Regions from separate parts of the Sorghum bicolor genome. Here region 2 is linked to region 1. Evidence: chromatin contacts called from public HiCAR-type data. All regions are on one chromosome and are shown on one strand. Each heading gives the region's core, a stretch centred on a gene start, on an enhancer-like site or on the middle of the called end of the contact. The rest is flanking DNA. Distances are from core to core; before and after follow the strand shown. Region 1 holds the start of LOC8079550. Region 2 holds the start of LOC8068453 (FGGY carbohydrate kinase domain-containing protein).

Region 1 (4,115 bases), core at 493-2,992:
ACTGGCATTGACATCCACCCTACTCATAGAACATGGGGTCCCAAGGGATGTCGCCCAACTGTGGCCTGGACACGACGAAGGCCTCAAGATCTTGTCCTAGAGTGATTGTCGATGTGTGGCTGCAGTGTTGCAAGGTTCCGTTCCACCTCTAGCCCAGCGTTGCACCCGCACCAACAACACCGTCGATGCCATTACCACCGAACTTGGACTTCTTAGGCTATGATGTCGGACGACACTCGGACAACCACATAGAAGCCCCCCGGGAGACCGAGATGCGGTGTGTGACCACATGCAATCACAGGCAAGGTGCTGGAATCCACGACACCACGGCAGCCTGTAGGTTGACACACGGTGGGACATGGAGAGGCAATTGAAACATTTGTTGTGCCACTCCTCCAGGATCTGTGGTTTGGGGGGCTGATCGCGCACACCCCATCCACCTCTAGGAGTCGAAGCATGTGGAATGCCAGCGCCCCCACCAGGGATCTGCGCTCTCAGCAGAGTCTCGCACCATCCATCAACGTTGGAATCCGAGATCCGCCAACAGGAGGTGGGCAACACTATGGAACCGAGCCTCTGGTGGACCGGCGTGCGACGGCCAGCGCCACACAAGACCCGCTTACGCTGACGGTCATCATCTATACCTTGAAAAATAGATCTACTACTCATTATCTGTACCTCAAAAGATTCCCTAAAATAGGTCGAACATTTACATGCACCTCAGCAACAAAAAGTAAACCGAAGACCTCATTAGTTACCAAATTTGAACCCCTGGGGCTGGGTGCTGCAGCTTATATAATAATAACGTCTTAAACACCGTACCACAAATCACTACTTCGAATAGTCTTGTTTGAAGTTCACATCAGAGAAGCCTACGTAAATTGCACATCAGACTTCAGAGCCACAAGCACAGGCACATTTGTACCAAGTTTGAAGGCGTGCTATAGACAGCCGTAGATCTCTCATGCATCTCTGACGGGCAAAATACTTTTATGCAGGCGCAACGCAGTCGCCGTGAGCCAAGATAGATGCATGTAGAAAACCCATGCGCGAGTCAGAGTCCTAGTGGTGTGCGCCTCCATGACCACCGCTCCCTTCTCTCGCGTGGTCCGGTGGCCGCGGCGTCCTCACCGCCACCGCCCACACGCGGGTGATCACCTCCTGCATGTAGAAACCCTGCGGCGGCGGCGGCTATGCATATTCACTTGAGCTAGTCAATGAACATCGATCGGTTAGTCGGTTACCGATCGGCAAACCAACTGTGCGATCCACTTACGTTATCCTTCGCCGCCTCCTCGCCGCCGGACTCTTTTTCTTCGGACGATCTCGCCTGCGCCGCCGTCACTGTGGCGGCTTCAGTTGCAGCAGCAACGGCAGCCGACGGCTTCTGGTCACGGCAACAGCCGAGCAGGCCCAGGCAGCCAGCGCAGGCGCGGAGCAGCGACCACGGGTGCGCAAAGGGTGGCGGCGGCGAGGCTGCTTCAGAGCCCACCACGTCGTCCTCGAGCAGGCCCGTCGAATCGTCGGCTTTATACCCGTCCTCCTCGCGCTGATCCATGGATTCCTCGGACGACGTGTCCTCGCCCTCCGCCGCCGCAGTCTCTTCGCGCTGATCCGCCGCCGAAGCCGATTCTTGGCAGTTGTTCTCCTCCTTTTCCCCGTGCGGATCCATTGCCTTTGCTGCTGTTGCTGTGGCCGCTCTAGATGCCGGGATCGGAGCTTCTTGATGTTGGAGTTTTGTTGAGATTTATGTACGATCGGTTCTCTACGAGGTAGACTACAACTACAACTAGAGATATTCCTAGGGATAGAGATAGATATATACTTTAAACCTTTTCTAAAGTTGTAAATAAAAATAAACAAAATCTACTCATAGTTAGACCTGAGCATTTTGCGGATTAGACCAGGTTCAGGCCATGCAAAAAAAACCCCGGTTCTTTCAGGTCGAGGAAATCCCACTCATAACTATTCTACTAGATAAGTCAGGCCTGTTTCGGGCCAAGCTCGAGCTTAGGTGGGTCACCCGTGTTTTATAGCTAAAAAATAGTATTTTGAACTGGGTTCGGGCAAAGAAAGAAATTTTCTGAACAGCAAGATCTATGCCCAGGCCAGGTTCATGAACGGGCCAAAATCCATCGGGCTCAGGCTAGGCCCACGAACTAGCGGTGCACGTAAAATCTTTACAGAAAGACGGTATTTAGTTTTTTTTCTTATATATAATCAATATATCTCTAACCGGCAAAACTAAAAGCAGGAATTTATCCCATCAACACGTGATTTATTTTCCCAGTTTTTATCCATCCATCGCCTCGTAGGTTTTTCCTCCTCCGCGCAAGTTTTTTTCTTCCGGTTTTTATTTTTTTAATGGTCACCGGAGGGAGGCGCCACCTGAATTTTATTATATATGGCCCCAAATGGCCCTTAGAGAATTTACATTATGAAGAGCATCACCCAGATGGTGATTTCACAAGATGAAGGTGTAGATGAAAGAGCAAACCAAAAAATTCATAACTGCTACTAATTTGCCAAATCCAGGAAAAGGCATTCTTCCGGTTTTTATCCATCCATCTCAATTGCTCGAAATTATTAAACGCTAACCGAAACCCGAGTGCTAACACGAGAGATACACCAAGTCACCGATACTCGGGCCAACAGAAATTAGGATTTATATAATTCTTTATTTCTTTTTGGTGTCCCTGATAAGCATCTCTAAGGACTTTGTAAATGAATTTTGCATTTAGTGTTGTTTGCAAAGTCCCAAACTCATTTGCAAAGTCTAAAAATAGTCTAACTCCAAGGGACTTTGCATTTAGACTTGGCAAACCCAAAGTGTGAACTCTACCCCTGATTTTTTTTTCACCAATCGCGCCCGCGCGATTTTTTTTCCTTCGCGCCATTTTGACGTACGTCGTGCGTGCCAGTCGCCGCTCAGGCCAGGTCGCCGCCAGTTGCCGCCCAGCCCAGGCCTTCGCGCCTGTCACCGCCCAGCCCAGGCCACGTTCGTCATTCGTCGCCGTCGTCGTTCGCGTCAGTTCGCGCGGTAGGGAGGGCGGGCGCGCACGGCAGCTGGAGGGACGACGGGCACGCGCGGCAGCTGGAGGGCGGGCGCGCGCAGTAAAGAGGGAGGGCACGCGCGGCAGGAAGGGCGGACGGGCGTAGAGAAATCGCGCGGGGTGGAGGCGCGGGGGGACAGAGTCCGACGTGGAAAGCCGAAATTGTAGATGCAAAGTGGTGGGAAGGTTTGCATATATGCAAAGCCTCAACCTCTATTTGCAAAGTTAACCAAATTGCAAACCTTATTTGCAAAACCATTGGAGGGGTACTTTCTATTCTTTTTTGCAAATAGGGCAATGCAAAGTTTGTTTACAAAGCCCTTGGAGCCTAGCTTCGCAAAAAAGTAAGTTGAGCCTAGCTGACAACTGTTAGGAAGTTCCCAACGTACAGAAGTTTCGGCGTACCCGTTCACAGTCAACACCTCCATACAAAAATTGAGTTCTCAATGCAATTTCTTACTTTGCACTCGACAAGGCTCTGTTTGGAATATGAGATTTTTTTATTCCAGTATTATTCCTATGAAATCAAATTGGTTTGTATGAAATTCATGCATAATTCTTGTAAAACTCCTGCGCTCCAAATATGCCCTAAAATTTTTATCTGAAATCTTTTAGAGTCCTAAATATTTGTTTTATGTTTTTTTCAGATATTGACCTTTTTTTGAAATAATATATATTGAACTTTATAGAAGGGTTAAGGGCGTTCTCTAGCAAATTTGCCCTTACTATCGACAGGACTGACCAGGCAAATGGCAATGTACTGTCTATCGTCAGACCCGGAACTAGGCCCCACACGCCGGCGATGAGATGACGACAAGCCATGGAGGCATGGAGTGGTGTCGAGGAGCACAAGCGGCCGCGCAAGCAGGTGCGCACTGACTACTACTGGCTGGGACCGAATGCCGCTGATCGGCACCTGGGTTCCAGAATCCGGACGCCGCCTCCTGATCTGCAGAGAACGGAGCAGACGGAGAGGAGTAGAAGCCAGCCTTGAGGTGAGCACAAAAGAAACTAAACATGCATATACAACATTGTCCCATTGCAAATAAATAAATTGAAGTA
Region 2 (4,115 bases), core at 883-3,382, 71 kb after region 1:
ATAAACAGAAAGTGATTGCACACAACCAAAGTGTATGCCAATGTAATCATTGGGATAGGGCATGTGCTCAGAAGAAATAGTATGTCATCACAGGCAATGCTCATACGTAACAAACAGGCAAAGCAAAAAAATTATCACAGGCAATGGCAACACAACCTCAGATCTCATAACCAAGAGCAAATTTCAGCCGCATAGTATGTGACAAAACAGATGAGGCAGGAATAGATGCAAGAAAACATAGACAACCAATTGACCATTGCCTCTGCTATCATGGGACAGCTAGAAAGAGTTGGCAAAAATAGCACCAACACTGACCATGGTGATTGCCTAAGTTGTCGATATAGAAAAAAGATGTAAGAGGAAGAGTGATCTTAGGTCATGAGCATTGCCTCAGGCATCTAAAGACATCAAGATGTAACCTATGGAAAGGTACATAATGATCATTACATGGAACACAAATAAACCTAATTTATGGTGCAATTATCATAGCAGTAGCCCATTCCCTCAATTGTAGATCTAAATCATACTCATCATCACACATGGCTAAAATGCAAACAATGAACCCAAAAACATCAGTACTGCAGTGCAGATAGTGTGAAACCAATATTAGTGCCATGGTCATGTGCTCAGAGTTCAGGACTTACAGTGGAAGCTGTAAAAATTAAGCATAGCTAGGAAGTAAACCCAAAGAAGCATTAGAAATCACAGGAGGAGGTATTTGGTAACGAAATCAGCTGAATCAGCTGCAGCGTTTATCAACCAGAGGATAGCAAATCAAAGTGCTGAAAACATTTGAGGAGACGTGGCCAGGGGTTCTTTGGAGGAGCTGCACGGGTTTGTAGGGGATAACAACAACAATTAACAATAACCATGTGTAGATTGGTGCGAGAATAGAATGAAAACACCACATCTACGGTGATATCCCACATCAGGAGAGAGGGGGAAGGAAAGGAGGGAGGAAGGGAAAGAGAGGAAGAGTAAACCAGCGAGTGGATGGATCGAGGGAGAGGAGAGCCGCGCTGCCTGTGTGCAGGAGCTCACGTGGAGGGAGGCAACCGTGGGCAACAACGGTGTCCGCCCATGTCGCGCCGCCGCGCAGGACCCACACCACCCGCGTCACGCTCTGCGAGGAGCCATGTCACAGGGCTAGGCCGCGTGGGGTGGAGGAGAAAGGAGGGGGTCGTGGGTCGTCGGTGCTGCAGCTGCCACCTGATGAAGGGCCGAAACCCTAGGTTGGGTTTGTGCCGTCCCAGGACCGGAGAGGGCGTCACGATGGTCGGCAGCGACGACGAAGGTGGGGAACGACGACGGCACTACCGAGCGCGGCCTCGGCGCGATGCTGGAGACGGAAGAGTCGGGAAGGAGACGAGAAGTATCGGGAAGGAGGGTGAGAAGCCAGGAAGCCAGACATATATATTTGACTGGGCAGCTACGCAGCGGAAGCTGTAAAGATCAGCCATAAGCAGGAACCAGCTCATGACAAAATCACCTGAATCAGCTACAACCTTTGTGAACCACAGGATATAAGAAATCAAATGGCTGAAAACTTTTTAGGAGACGTGGCCGGTGGTTCCTTGGAGGAGCCGCACGGGTATTCTAGGGGTTAACTAGATCTAATCGGTATTTCTTGAAGTAACATTTGGTCTGTACTTGCGTGTTCCAACATAATATATAAATGGCCAGCAGGATGTATGAACAGATCATAAATTTGGCATAAGTACGAACAAACCCTGAACTGAAACTGTACTTTGCTAGATTCTGCTTGACTGCTTTTGCGCGAGGGGTTTGGTATAATGGTATCAGGTGGCTCAGCGGCGGATAAATTGCCGTAGATACAGATAACAGATCCCTGCTCCATGGTGGTATTTAGCTGGATTCAGCCATGGGAAGCTACGACTCCAAAAATAATCACACACAAAGGTCAGCTGGTATGCTGCTGGAAGATTTTAAAGGAGAGAAATAAACGTGTTTGATGGGCACCCAAGCACAATTTGCTCATGGTCATGCTAGTTGCGGGCCTGCGGCGTACGCAGGACCAGAGGCCCATCCCTTCAAAAAAAAAGAAGGACCAGAGGCCCAGCCCAAAGGAGCTAAAAAAACCCGCTATCCTATCCTGTATTCCTGTCTCTTCTGTCTGCTGTCTTCACCGCTCTCGTTCTCAAGTCAGTCGACCGGCCACATCAGACCTGGAGGGCCACGGGTCACCGGCGGCTGGTCGCCCGGGGACGTGGCAGCACGCGATCTCGATCCTGGTGAGCACCTCCCCCCTCTGTCCTCTTCGTTCCCCCCGACCCCGAGCGCCACCTGGGCCGGCCGGCCGGCCGGCCAGATCGGACGCAACTCTGCGGCACACGCATGAGCACCACTCCTCCCCGCCTCTGGCGCTCTTCTTTTCCCTCCCAATCTCTAATCCCTCTTCCAGTTTGCGTGCTGCAGTACCGGCACCTCGGTCATCTCCTCCCGTTGCCGCTGAGATGGAGTGGCGAAATCACGGCATACGGCTGCGGCACTGCAGCGCCCAACCCCAAGTCTGAATTTCCCAAGGCCAAGCCCGAGGTATGTAAACGCTAATCCCAAACGAGCTGCTCAACTGCACTGAGCTCGCAATACCTGACCAAGTATTTCCTTTGTCGTATTAGTGTGGCGACTAGCGAAACTAAATCTGTACCAGTCCTAAGCAACGCACAAACTTTGAAATAGCAATAGTTTCTTGCGAAATATACTTCACGTGACAAAATAAACCTAAAAGGTTTCTAAAACTCTGTTGTGATGGACTGATGGTTATATTGTCCTACAAGATGGCCTAGCTGAGTTTGGGAGTAAAATTTCATACAGATCAATCATGGCCATGAACTCTGAACTTGTGGAGCCCTTTTCTATTAGATCACCCCCTCAGTAGTGTTCACCAAGGGCTTGTTTGATACAGCTTAGGGGTCTTTGATTTCACCTGCTCTTGCCAATATCGCATAGCAGTGACAGCTCCGGTTCCTAGCAACACAAAATGAAATGGGGGATAGGCGGGAGCAGAGGAAGCCAGATATTTTGGGCTTTTTATCGACTCTTGCTACATCATACTACAGTAGTAGAGCTGAAGTCTCGCTAAGGCCTAAGCCCTGTCAAACAAGCCCTAACTTTTTTCCTCGTTATATGTTTTCTGACGGTGAACAGTAGGCCACACCCACGTGGGCACCCTTGGCCACGAACTCTGACCGCTCCCCTGCTCTGCTTGTCTGCCACTGCCGTCCCACCAGCCCGTGGATGCCACCATGCCCCGCGGCAGTGCCGCCTCTGTGTTCCTTGGTGTCGATGTTGGTACTGGCAGCGCTCGTGCAGGTTCGCCCCTCGATTCTCAACTTAAAAGTATCCTCCTTTTCTTTTGAGGATTTCTCTCCATTTTTGTAACTTTCGCTGTTTTATTATTAAATTAGATCAGTATGCTAGTATGATTAACTTTTCCTCAAGTTGGATGTATAAATCTGAGTAATTTGCTGCTTTCTAGGGGTATTTGGAGTCCAAGGTTATTGGTTGTCCACTGATGAATAAATGGTCGTTCTTCAGTTCTTGAGAGAAAGCTTGTTGTTAGTTACTCCAACAGAGTAATCTAGGATAGGCATTTTAAACAATTTATTGGAGACCTACTTAGGATAGATGTATAGATACCTGCATAGAGAACACTTTTCAGTCATGACACGCTTGATGTCTTAAAAGAAAATACAGTACTTTACATATAACCAATTTATACGACACCCTTTGTTTTGTAAGTCAACCACCAACCCATGTAATTTCATCCATCTGATCTTGTTGTAAAGGAGTTGTACATATGGGTTGTACTTGTACACATATTAGGTCATGTGGAGGCGTAATAGGTAACTATTTCAATTTGTAACATTTTCTCTCTTTGGTCAATTTTTAGGTCTCTTTGATGAAAAGGGCAAGTTGCTGGGGTCGGCTAGCAGCCCTATACAGATATGGAAAGAGAAAGACTGTATTGAGGTTTGTAACAGTTCTTGCACATGCAATGTATGCATGATTAGTTGATGAATCAAATACTGTTTTACCATAACCAGTTTTTTTTTATGCCCAGCAATCATCAACTGATATCTGGCATGCAGTCT

What was found. HiCAR-type assays count read pairs that join an accessible place to other places.
Region 2: a HiCAR-type map of leaf shows a contact between it and region 1, with 2.7 times the contacts expected there. The contact joins the promoter of LOC8068453 here to the promoter of LOC8079550 in region 1. A contact is called at or near these places in 1 of 4 Hi-C or Micro-C datasets (leaf mesophyll) and 1 of 1 datasets of contacts at active chromatin or transcription factors (leaf).

Annotation. Positions count from the first base shown.
Region 1 is chr6:57,569,943-57,574,057 of Sorghum_bicolor_NCBIv3, forward strand. LOC8079550 reads right to left here and starts at 1,743. Exons shown (of 2, transcript XM_002448568.2): 1 at 1,277-1,743; 2 at 778-1,176. The coding sequence starts at 1,672. The coding sequence ends at 1,063.
Region 2 is chr6:57,640,907-57,645,021 of Sorghum_bicolor_NCBIv3, forward strand. It overlaps LOC8068453 (FGGY carbohydrate kinase domain-containing protein), which reads left to right and starts at 2,133. Exons shown (of 17, transcript XM_002447145.2): 1 at 2,133-2,252; 2 at 2,423-2,556; 3 at 3,169-3,333; 4 at 3,914-3,993; 5 at 4,085-4,115. The coding sequence starts at 3,267. It overlaps LOC110436355 (a long non-coding RNA gene), which reads right to left and starts at 1,415. Exons shown (of 7, transcript XR_002454247.1): 1 at 1-1,415.